Regions from separate parts of the Mus musculus genome. Here regions 2 and 3 are each linked to region 1. A link is a contact called in public promoter capture Hi-C data. All regions are on one chromosome and are shown on one strand. Each heading gives the region's core, a stretch centred on a gene start, on an enhancer-like site or on the middle of the called end of the contact. The rest is flanking DNA. Distances are from core to core; before and after follow the strand shown. Region 1 holds the start of Fnbp4 (formin binding protein 4). Region 2 overlaps Ckap5 (cytoskeleton associated protein 5). Region 3 holds the start of Arfgap2 (ADP-ribosylation factor GTPase activating protein 2).

Region 1 (3,148 bases), core at 257-2,756:
TTTCATGTTACTTAAAAGTTTATACACAGCAAGCCCTCAGGAAAGATTTATTTATTTTTTGTTAATCCATTTTTGTAAGCCAAGAGTGGAACCCAGAGTTTTGCATCTCACCACTGATATGCAACCCCAATCCTAGAAAAGCTTCAACGACTTTTTATGAGAAATAATAAATTAGCAACATTTAACCATCCAACAACCCAGCTGCACACTTTTATCTTTCAACTTAATAAAAGATATTTTAAGGGAAAGGCAAAAACAACAACAAAAATCTCTACCTGTTGCCTTGACGGCTGTCGGTCTGGTGGTCATGACTGGTGTTGGAGGGTTCTGAACAACGTTGGGGACCTCCACCACCACTTCTTGTTCATCTGTATTTGGAATGCACAAAAGGAAGCTGCAGTCAGTCAGTGGGCCAGGGTCCAAAGCTTGACCTTCAGCCTGAATCAACTTATAAAACCAGCGTGTATCACTGATGCAAACTAAGAAGACAAAAAACAAGCTGATCTACCCTTCCATTCATTTAGTGGTAGCGACAGTAAGAACGTGAACACTATGAAAATGGCACCTGCAATACTTAACAATTAACATGCATAAATACTTCTGCACGTTTCCACACGTTATGTACATCCTATTAATCTGATTCTTAATGTTTGATACAGTATAGCTTCTCCGGCATCTACTCCATGCAATTGTTACCCTAAACCCAAACACAATTCCAGAAAAGCCCACACACAGGTTTTGTCACTTTCCCTTAAGTCTGGGGTTACCGATGCTTTGTCTAGCATAAGAAAAAAATATGGGTTTGTTCACTTCTAAAGAGTGGTGTCTCCATTTCAACAAAAACGAAACCAAGCGTGACAAGTAGAGAAGGCCAGGTTCAACCGCCTCAAGGCTCGCACGTGGAAATTGCCCTCCACCTTCTGCGTTATTAAGATCGAAGGGAGTCATCTAGGAGACATTTGGGGTCCCAAGCCTCGGTGGACGGCACAGGTTCCGGGGAGAAACCCCTGCACCGCAAAGGCGCCTCAGATGAGTCCGGGCCCGGCCTTCCGCCTCCCAGAGTCCCCGACCGCCGTCCCGCGGGCCCCAGATCGCTGGCAGCCGAGGTGTACCTCGCCCGCCAGGGTTTCTCTTCTTCACCGGGTCCGAAGAGACACCCGGGAACCTAGGCCGCAAGCCCCGTGCTCGAGTTTCAGACGTCCCAAATAAAAGCAGGGCTCCTCTCGCGCGCCCTTACCTTCTGAAGGCGAGTCCTCTGGGGCAGCGGAGGCAGGCACCGCGGGCGACGTCGCGGCCGCCGCCGTCGCTGCTGCCGGCGCTGACTGGCTTGTCGCCGCCGCAGTCGAATCTGCCTCGGGATCCGGATCGGGGTCGGGATCCCGGCCCGGGGTGCTGCTCCGAGGACCCGGTGGAGAGAGCTGCAGGATAGGCCTGCGGCCGGGTACCGCCCGGGACTTCTTCCCCATCATGAGCCGGAGCGCGAGCAGCGAACGACGGCAGATTAGTGGGGCGGGCGCACAGCGCCCCGGTGCGTAATCAATATTCATGAACCGTGGCACCGCCTCCCGAGGAGATCCGCTTTTAACCGGCGCGGTGCACTTGCGCATGCGGCCTGCGCCCCGGTGCTTTTACGCACGTTCCGCTCCATCCATGGTGGGTGGGCTTTGTTCAGGGAAAAGGCGATTGGCTGTTTTGACTTGAGACGGACTCGGTAGCCAATAGCAAAGGGAAAAGACAGGACTTCGCGCCAATAGTGCGGAAGGGCCCGCGGTGTGTGCGACTTCCTTAGACTGGGGTTGCACCATGCGCTGTTAGCCAAGTCTTTTCTTTAGGGCTTTGTCCGCCATCTTGTAGCTATTTTCAGCTGCTTATTGCTGTTTGTCTTTGAGGAAGATAAAGATACATTGCACCCTTCTGCAAGTTCTCTTGGTTATTGTAGCTTCTTTGGGGTATAGTATTAAACAATGATGATGCTGGGTGTTTATACATCGGTAGGCTTTTTCTGTTTTGTTTTGGTTTTGTTTTTGATTTTCGAGACAGGGTTTCTCTGTGTAGCCCTGGTTGTCCTGGAACTCACTTTGTAGACCAGGCTGGCCTGGAACTCAGAAATCCGCCTGCCTCTGCTTCCCAAGTGATGGGTTTACGGTAGGCTCTCTCCCCACTTTCTTGCTCCAGCCCCGCTCGCCCCAACCCAAAGGTTTATTTATTTATTAAATGTAAGTAAACTGTAGCTGTGATACACAAGAGGGTATCAGATCTCATTACAGATGGTTGTGAGCCACCATGTAGTTGCTCGGATTTGAACTCAGGACCTTTGGAAGAGCAGTCAGTGCTCTTAACCGCTGAGCCATTTCTCCAGCCCCAGTAGGCTCTTTAAAACGAAATACGACGTGATTAGTAGGGAAAATGACTGGACCTTGGAAACAGTCAAACTGTTCATATGGGATACCGAAGCCTTACCTCATCCTACTTCTGTAAACACTACTTTTTTGCCCTACCTCCAACTCCTCCACCTTGAGGCTGAGCTCTTTACATTTTGAGTCTTCCTTGTTCCCCATTCCTAGAGTCAGGTGACATCCTGAGTCATTAATGTTCTCCCCAGAGATAGTTACCACGCAAGATAATGCTGATTTTCTCCAGGACCCACTCCTTCCACCCATCCCTGATTGCTTCTAGACTAATGACAGCAGGCCAGAAGATGAGAAATAATGCCTAAAGATGGTGCACTGTACTCCTGGAGAGCTACTGAAGTGTTCTAATAACACTGGAAGTAGTTGTCATGGTTCATGTCTATAATTTCAGTGGAGACAGAGGTAGGAAGATTTCAAGTGAGTCTAGCCAGGTATGCATATTACCAGAGCTTACAAAGTGAGATCTTGTCTCAAAGATAACAATAATAACAATAAATTAATAAAATAATAATAATACAAGGAGAAATCTGGGGAAGATGTATGAGAATGGATGTTAAAGAGGGAGTATAAGAGGCAGGAGGATTTCTGAGTTCGAGGCCAACCTGGTCTATAGAGTGAGTTCTAGGACAGTCAGGGCTACACAGAGAAACCCTGTCTCGAAAAACCAAAAAAACAAAAAACAAAAAAGAAACCCTGTCTCAAAAAACAAACAACAAGCCAGGCAGTGGTGGCACATG
Region 2 (3,148 bases), core at 257-2,756, 840 kb before region 1:
ACAAGGTGACTCACAACCATTTTTAATGTGATCTGATGTCCTCTTCTGGCATTCAGGCATAAATATGCAGACAGAGCACTCATATACATAAAATAAAATTGGAAGTAAATAAGATCTCAAATATTGAGTAAACATTCTCTACGAAACGTGTCTGTGTGTCTTTTAAACCATTTCCTTGATCTAGCACTTAGCTTTGTCCTTTCTATCTCTAAGGAATATATTACTCTAGTTTAACTAGCAATATTTTCTTGTATTCTAATGTATATCTCCTACTTTCGATTTTTTTCATGAAATATATCCTAATTTATCATCCTGGCACAAATAAAGCGTTGAATTGTATATTATTGGCCATTGACTTTTCATATCAGAAAAAGACATTTTGCTGGGTGTGGTGGCACACACCTTCAGGCCCAGCACTGAGGAGCAGAGAGGTAGGCAGATCTCTCTGAGGTCTAGGTCAGTCTGATCTACATACTGAGTTTCAGAACAGTCAAGGGTTATATATAGATTCAAAGGAATTTAAAAGCTGGGCAGTGGTGGTGTATGCCTTTAATCCCAGCATTCAGGAAGCAGAGGTAAGCAAATCTCTTTTTGAAACAAAAATTCTTTTTAAACACAATGTTACAAAATTAGTTCATAAAGAGTCTACCTCTTGTTTAACAATATTTAAACAGGTAACAGTACTTTTTGTCACATTAATACTTCTCTAAAGGTAGGGGCTGTCACTGAAATTAACTTCTAAATAAGATTCCAATAAATATTAAATCTGAGTATACACCTGGATACAAGTGTTAGATAATGTAAAATTTCTAACTTCATAGCAAGTTCTATACCATTAACCAGAAGAAAATTGCTTTGATAAAGCAAGAAGTCTAGAATTCAAGTGGCTATAGATTATATATTATTGCCCACCCCAAACCCAAAGGCAGGGTCTCACTATGTAGCCCTGGCAGTACTGGAATTCACTCTGTAGACCAGGCTGGCCTTACACTCAGAGATCCACCTGTCTTTGCCTCTCAAGTGCTGAATGCACAACCACTGCCAAGCTATTACTGACTTTTAATATCAGGATTATCAGGTAGTTTTTTTATTTTAAAAAAAATGTAGGGGTTCAGATATAGGTCAGTGGTGGGTTAAGAGCTCAGCATGAGCCCTAAGTGTTATCAGTGTTATGCAGTCACGTTACTAAGCAGAATCTCAGGCAGGTTCAAGTACTGGCTATTTTACCTTGTAAAAAAAAAAAAATCACTAACCTCCCTGGTTTTATGTTGTTAAAGTAGATTAAGCTAGATGTTACCAACTCCTCTTCTAACTAGAATGTTCAATGATAGAAAGTAGCTGTGGAAACCTTAAAAACAGCATGGAATAATTCTTGAAAGCAGTATTTGAATTACAACATCTTTGTGGCATAAAAAAATAAATAATTATCACACCTTTAGTACATACTCTGACATGAGTACTTGGCAAATGTTTGCAGGAAAAGATGAGGAAATGAAATGAAAAGGTTATCAGGCTGGCTGTACTGTGAGTTCCTTCAGGTCATTGTCAAAGTTGTTACCTGGTATAGGCTGGGTTTTGGCTGGAGCCGACCCTCCCATTGGTTTGGACATGGCCTTAGCAGGTGCAGCAGGCTTGGATGGCATGTTAGCTTTGGCCTTTTCTAGCATGGCCAGTACTTGATCTTTAGAAGTTGGCTATAAGGACAAAGCAAATCAAAGTTGACATAAACAATACATTCATACTGAGATTACTACAAGTCTGCTACTAAAATGCTTGCGCTCCTACTTTTGATTCACCAATGAAGTAAAGGAGGCAGCACAAAGCACAAAAGAAGTAACATACATTATGAAGTCACATTTGAGTAACCACCATTCTAGAAGGTAATAATTTGCACTACTGTATGTCACCAGACTATACTGCTAAAACATGGTAGGTGGCATTTTTTGCCTACAATAAATTAATGTCTAGTATTTTCCTAATACCTTTTAACACTACTTATCAAGAAGAACTAGTACCTTTAGTTTCCCAGTAGCCTTAGCCATTTTTTCATATCCTAAATGCATCATAAAGAATGGCAAAGCATCTTGGGCCTTCTTCCGTACATCTCCATTTCGATCTTCTAGACAGGAATACAGATGAGGAACACAAAGGATAAGATCTGTAGGAGTGGAACGGAGTGTAGGTAGTTTCTCTGCCAGCCATCCCAGAAGCTGCCAAAAGGAAAAAAAAAAAAAAAAAAAAAAAAAAGACTAGTCAAGTATTTTAAGTGGGTAATTACTATTATTGATGTCAGACTTACTGATTGTTTACTAGTCTCAAACACTGTTTTTCCTTCAGCATGAGGACTGGAGCCCAGAGCCTGTGCATACAATGCACACATTCCATCCTGGGCTATACTTCTACCCTTAGATTAGATTTTTTTTTTACAATTATTATTTGGAGATGGGTGTGTCTATGTGGTTAGCAGATGATCTGTGGGGTCCCTTCATTCCTTCAAGTTATGAAAACCAGGGATCAAACTCCAGTCATCAAAGTTTGAGAGTAAGTATTCTATTCACTGAGCCATCTTCTGGTTCTGGTTTTTAGTTTTGTTTCTTTGAGATGGAGCCCCAGGTTAGCTTCTAACTCCTAAGTAGCCAAAGATGACCTTGCATTTCATTTTTAATTATTATTTTTAAATTGTGAGACAGTATCTCCAGTCTTCCCTGTCCTGAAACCTCTGATAGCCCTGCCTCTGCCTCACTTGCAATGGGACTATAGATGTGTACCACTGTACCTTGAACTTTTAAAAAAAGGCATGATTTCTCTTTGTAGCCATGGCTGTCCTAAACTTCCTCTGTAGAAGGTTCTCCCTCCCGAGTGCTGGGATTAAAGACACGCACCATCAGTTGACTAGTTTTTACTTAACCAATTCTGATTCTTGTGTAATGATACCCTACTGTAGTTTTTCTTTTTTTTTTTTTTTTTTTTTTCCCTTTTTTTGTTAATAGCCCATGTTCCCTTAAGCTGATAGCACTCTTCCTGAATCCTGGTCTGTATATACCACCATGCTCAATCTCAGGTCAATTTTTTTGTTTGTTTGGTTTTTGTTTTTTCGAGACAGGGTTTCTCTGTGTAGCCCTGGCTGTCCTGGAACTCACTCTGTAGA
Region 3 (3,148 bases), core at 457-2,956, 520 kb before region 1:
TGAATGAACTCAGGTTACCAGCCTCCCTCAATAAACACCTTCACTCACTAATTGACCTCCTCCAAAATTCCTCAAAAAACCCAAAAACCACCATGCCAGCCCCTCCCCGTAAGAGCAGGGAACAAGGTCTAGGGGACTGAAGAATGTATGTACTTCTCTGTTCAGCTATCCTCCCTCCAGGAGCCCACAAAACCCCAATGACTATGGAGACACTGCTACTGCCAGAGAGCACCTGTCTAGTTCAGTTTGTATTTCCTTTTTTTTTTCTTTTAATTAGGTATTTTCTTCATTTACATTTCAAATGCTATCCCAAAAGTCCCCCAAGCCCCCCCCCCCAGTTTGTATTTCATTAAGCCTCTTTGAAAGAAGCTGTTTAAATTTTTCTGAATTTAGAAAAGTGTGTGGCATGTTCCAGAGCTGCAAACTCTCGGAACAGAGAAACCAAACTCACTTTGAGAAATCAAGGAAAAGTTAAATACCCAGGCAGAAGGATGGGGGTGGAAGAAGGTAAAGGAACGTTACCGCATTGGCATTCCCGCCGACCTGCATACACCTCAGCTGCAACCAGCTCCAGTTCGAATCCAACTCTGTGGACCTGTGTACAAGGGCTGAGTGTCACCTTCCCTATCAAGACTAAACCTGTCATTCGGCCTCAGGCTTCTGTGGGTGTCCAGGAACCATCAGTCACTGTCCCATTTCCTCCTCTCTCCCCTGTATTTGAAATCATTGCGCTTCGCCTAATCCAAAGGGTACTAATTATTTCTGAAAAGGAGATCCGAAAGGAGGTCGACTTCTGAGAAATGCAGGCACGGGTTTGGCTCTTCTTAAAGTTTGGTCAAAGTCGCACTGGAGACCTACTGGGCCAATCTTTCTGCAATAACAAGGTCAATGCATCTAAGCTCTCCCCCAAACTGATGCTGAGTACCATGTTAACTGTGAAGAGAGAAGTCTACAGAGGTGGAACCCCCCGCCGCCCTCCGCCCGCAAGCCCCCGCTGTAGGCTACCAGAACTCCCGCCAGGAGAAATCCAAACATCAAATTCAGGAAGGTCCAAGTCCAGGCGCCCTCTCCCCGTCGCTGACCACGCACACAGCCCCCGTGGAGGCACAGCACCCTCACACAGAACCTACCTGATAAAGCTGAGATGGACACCCAAGGAGCGATGCACTCCGGAGCAGTCAATACACAAAAATACACCGTAAGTGATGCTGGCCCAACTAGGACTCTTGGCGCCACAATCGAAACAGGCCTAAGTGGAAAAGACGACAAGCGAACGGTTAGGGCCCAGAGTCGAGGCCCGGCGCTAGAAACCACAAGAAAGCCTCCAACCTCCGTCCTCGCCCTCCCTCAGACCCCAGGGGACAAGAGACGTCTTCTCCGCCGGCGTCAGGACCCGTACCCCGCCCGCTCAAGCACCTTGTTGGTGGGAATTGCGCGAAGTCTCTTAAAAATAGTCTGGATTTCGGTCTTGCTCGGGCTCGCCGCCATTTTCTCTCCTTCCCAGACACAACCGCGACCGACAGGTCCCGGCGCGGGCCAATCCTCGGCGGCGAAGGCAGGCTCACCGCGCCGGTCACGACAGGGCCCCGACCCGCCTACGAGTGGAGTGATTCGACCAGATCTGGGCCAATGAACGTCGGGCGGGGCTGAAACATGACGTTAGCAGCCGGGAGCTCCACCACGGGCCTGAGAGTGAACGCCGCGCTGCGCCTGGCCAATCCGCAGCCCGAGCGGGCGACGGCTCGTGGACTGGCCCAAACTTCCTCACGAGTTCCTGCTGGACCCGGGTACCCTACGTACCGCTCGACCACTGGCTGTAGGCGTCAGGCAGAGAGCCATGGTAACAGACTCTGTGATGGACGAGTAATGATTAACAATCTCCCAAGTGCTCATAGCCCCATCCGGAAGGCATTGGCAGGGCTCCAGCTCAGCTCACAATCCAGCAACTGGCCTAGAGCAGAGGCCAGCACACAACAACCTTGATCACCAAGTCCCTTCCAGTCCAGATTGCACTCCTGAAATTCCGGGGCAGATACCAGGAGGCAACTGCCTGCCCAATCCCAGTTCCATAACACATGGCACGCCCACGGGCCGACCCCGTGCCTCCCACCAGCAAGAGTAGGCTATCAAAAGACGCTCACAACACTTGATGGGGTTTTTATTCTTAATCAAATTTAATGCACACTACAAGTCACAAAAGAAGGTGCTGCCAGCCTCAAACTACATTCTCCCCAACCTCACCCCAGGAACTCCTAAACAGTTTAGGAGCTGGATCCTCCCACTCTGGGATGACCCAAATGTTCCCGAGGAGGCTCGGGCACCTCTCGACCCTCCATCATTCCAACCTCCAACTCTAGACACAGACCCCTGCCCTTCATGGGCCCTGAGACTTCCTCCTGTGGGAAAAGAGAGACAGCAGCAGCACATGGTTCAGGGCCTTCAGGTCCAGCAGTCCAGGAAGGGTTAAGCTCTGGCCCAGGTCAGAGAGACGCCTTGGTAGGGCTGTCAGGGCACTCAGGCGCCCACACATTCTACGTAATTGGCAGGGTACAGACCAATGCGGCCACTCTGCAGCTGGCCCTGGCACCAGCCCTGCTCATCCTCCTCGCTCATCTTCAGCAACTCTTCCCCTGAAGAAAGACAAAACAGTCATTGCCCAAAGCACTGGCTTTACTGGTCTCAAAACTAGGTCATGGACTGGGGGATGGAATAGCACAAGGGCCGACAAACTGGAGGATACCCAACTCAGACCAGGATAGGACACAGCCAGGAAAAGCCACCCAACCTTAGACCCCAGGGAGGCAACTGTCAGGCTGCAGCTGGACCCTGAGCAGCCTGTGAGGATGGAGTCCCTGGCTTTCTTCGTCTACAGCCCTGCTCTAGCAAGTAGGACGGGGGCTGAAGTGGGAAGGACCATGAAAGGGCCCAGCATACCTGCTCGGAAGCTCAGCTCATCAGCCTCCTGGCCAGCATAGTCATAAAGCGCCCGTACCCTCACCCCAGTGGCAACTTTCCGGGGACTCTCCTCATCTGACCAGTCCTCGTCCTGCCCGCTACTAGAGAGGGGAACACAAGGGGCACAACTCAGGGCACAAGACCCACTGTATCCAGTACTCAAGACAAAGGGCTTGGCTGCTTGGCGGCGGGC

Evidence for each region. Promoter capture Hi-C pulls out the DNA fragments that hold promoters and counts their contacts. Capture Hi-C pulls out chosen DNA fragments and counts their contacts.
Region 2: a contact with region 1 is called in a promoter capture Hi-C map of cranial neural crest. The contact joins the enhancer-like site here to the promoter of Fnbp4 in region 1. A contact is called at or near these places in 9 of 39 promoter capture datasets (the C10 cell line, cranial neural crest, frontonasal cranial neural crest and 6 more), 5 of 484 Hi-C or Micro-C datasets (embryonic stem cells, extraembryonic endoderm stem cells, germinal center B cells and 2 more), 7 of 115 datasets of contacts at active chromatin or transcription factors (astrocytes, bone marrow-derived macrophages, embryonic forebrain and 3 more) and 3 of 9 other capture datasets (adipose tissue, liver and macrophages).
Region 3: a contact with region 1 is called in a promoter capture Hi-C map of adipose tissue, with 3 times the contacts expected there. The contact joins the promoter of Arfgap2 here to the promoter of Fnbp4 in region 1. A contact is called at or near these places in 8 of 39 promoter capture datasets (cranial neural crest, erythroid cells, fetal liver and 5 more), 1 of 484 Hi-C or Micro-C datasets (CD4 T cells), 1 of 115 datasets of contacts at active chromatin or transcription factors (memory CD8 T cells) and 2 of 9 other capture datasets (adipose tissue and liver).

What each region holds. Positions count from the first base shown.
Region 1 is chr2:90,743,916-90,747,063 of GRCm38.p6, reverse strand. It overlaps Fnbp4 (formin binding protein 4), which reads right to left and starts at 1,506. Exons shown (of 17, transcript NM_018828.3): 1 at 1,238-1,506; 2 at 276-368. The coding sequence starts at 1,466.
Region 2 is chr2:91,584,784-91,587,931 of GRCm38.p6, reverse strand. Ckap5 (cytoskeleton associated protein 5) reads right to left here. Exons shown (of 44, transcript NM_001165989.2): 25 at 2,016-2,210; 26 at 1,559-1,694. Among named protein-coding and RNA genes, the nearest start is that of Snord67, 9.7 kb to the left of the region's middle. Within about 2 kb of position 1,506, at least 1 of the 459 cell types and tissues checked has an H3K27ac peak or open chromatin away from gene starts, as enhancers often do.
Region 3 is chr2:91,263,673-91,266,820 of GRCm38.p6, reverse strand. Arfgap2 (ADP-ribosylation factor GTPase activating protein 2) reads right to left here and starts at 1,706. Exons shown (of 16, transcript NM_023854.2): 1 at 1,417-1,706; 2 at 1,131-1,249; 3 at 523-595. The coding sequence starts at 1,488. Pacsin3 (protein kinase C and casein kinase substrate in neurons 3) reads right to left here. Exons shown (of 11, transcript NM_001289678.1): 10 at 2,935-3,056; 11 at 2,141-2,630. The coding sequence ends at 2,515.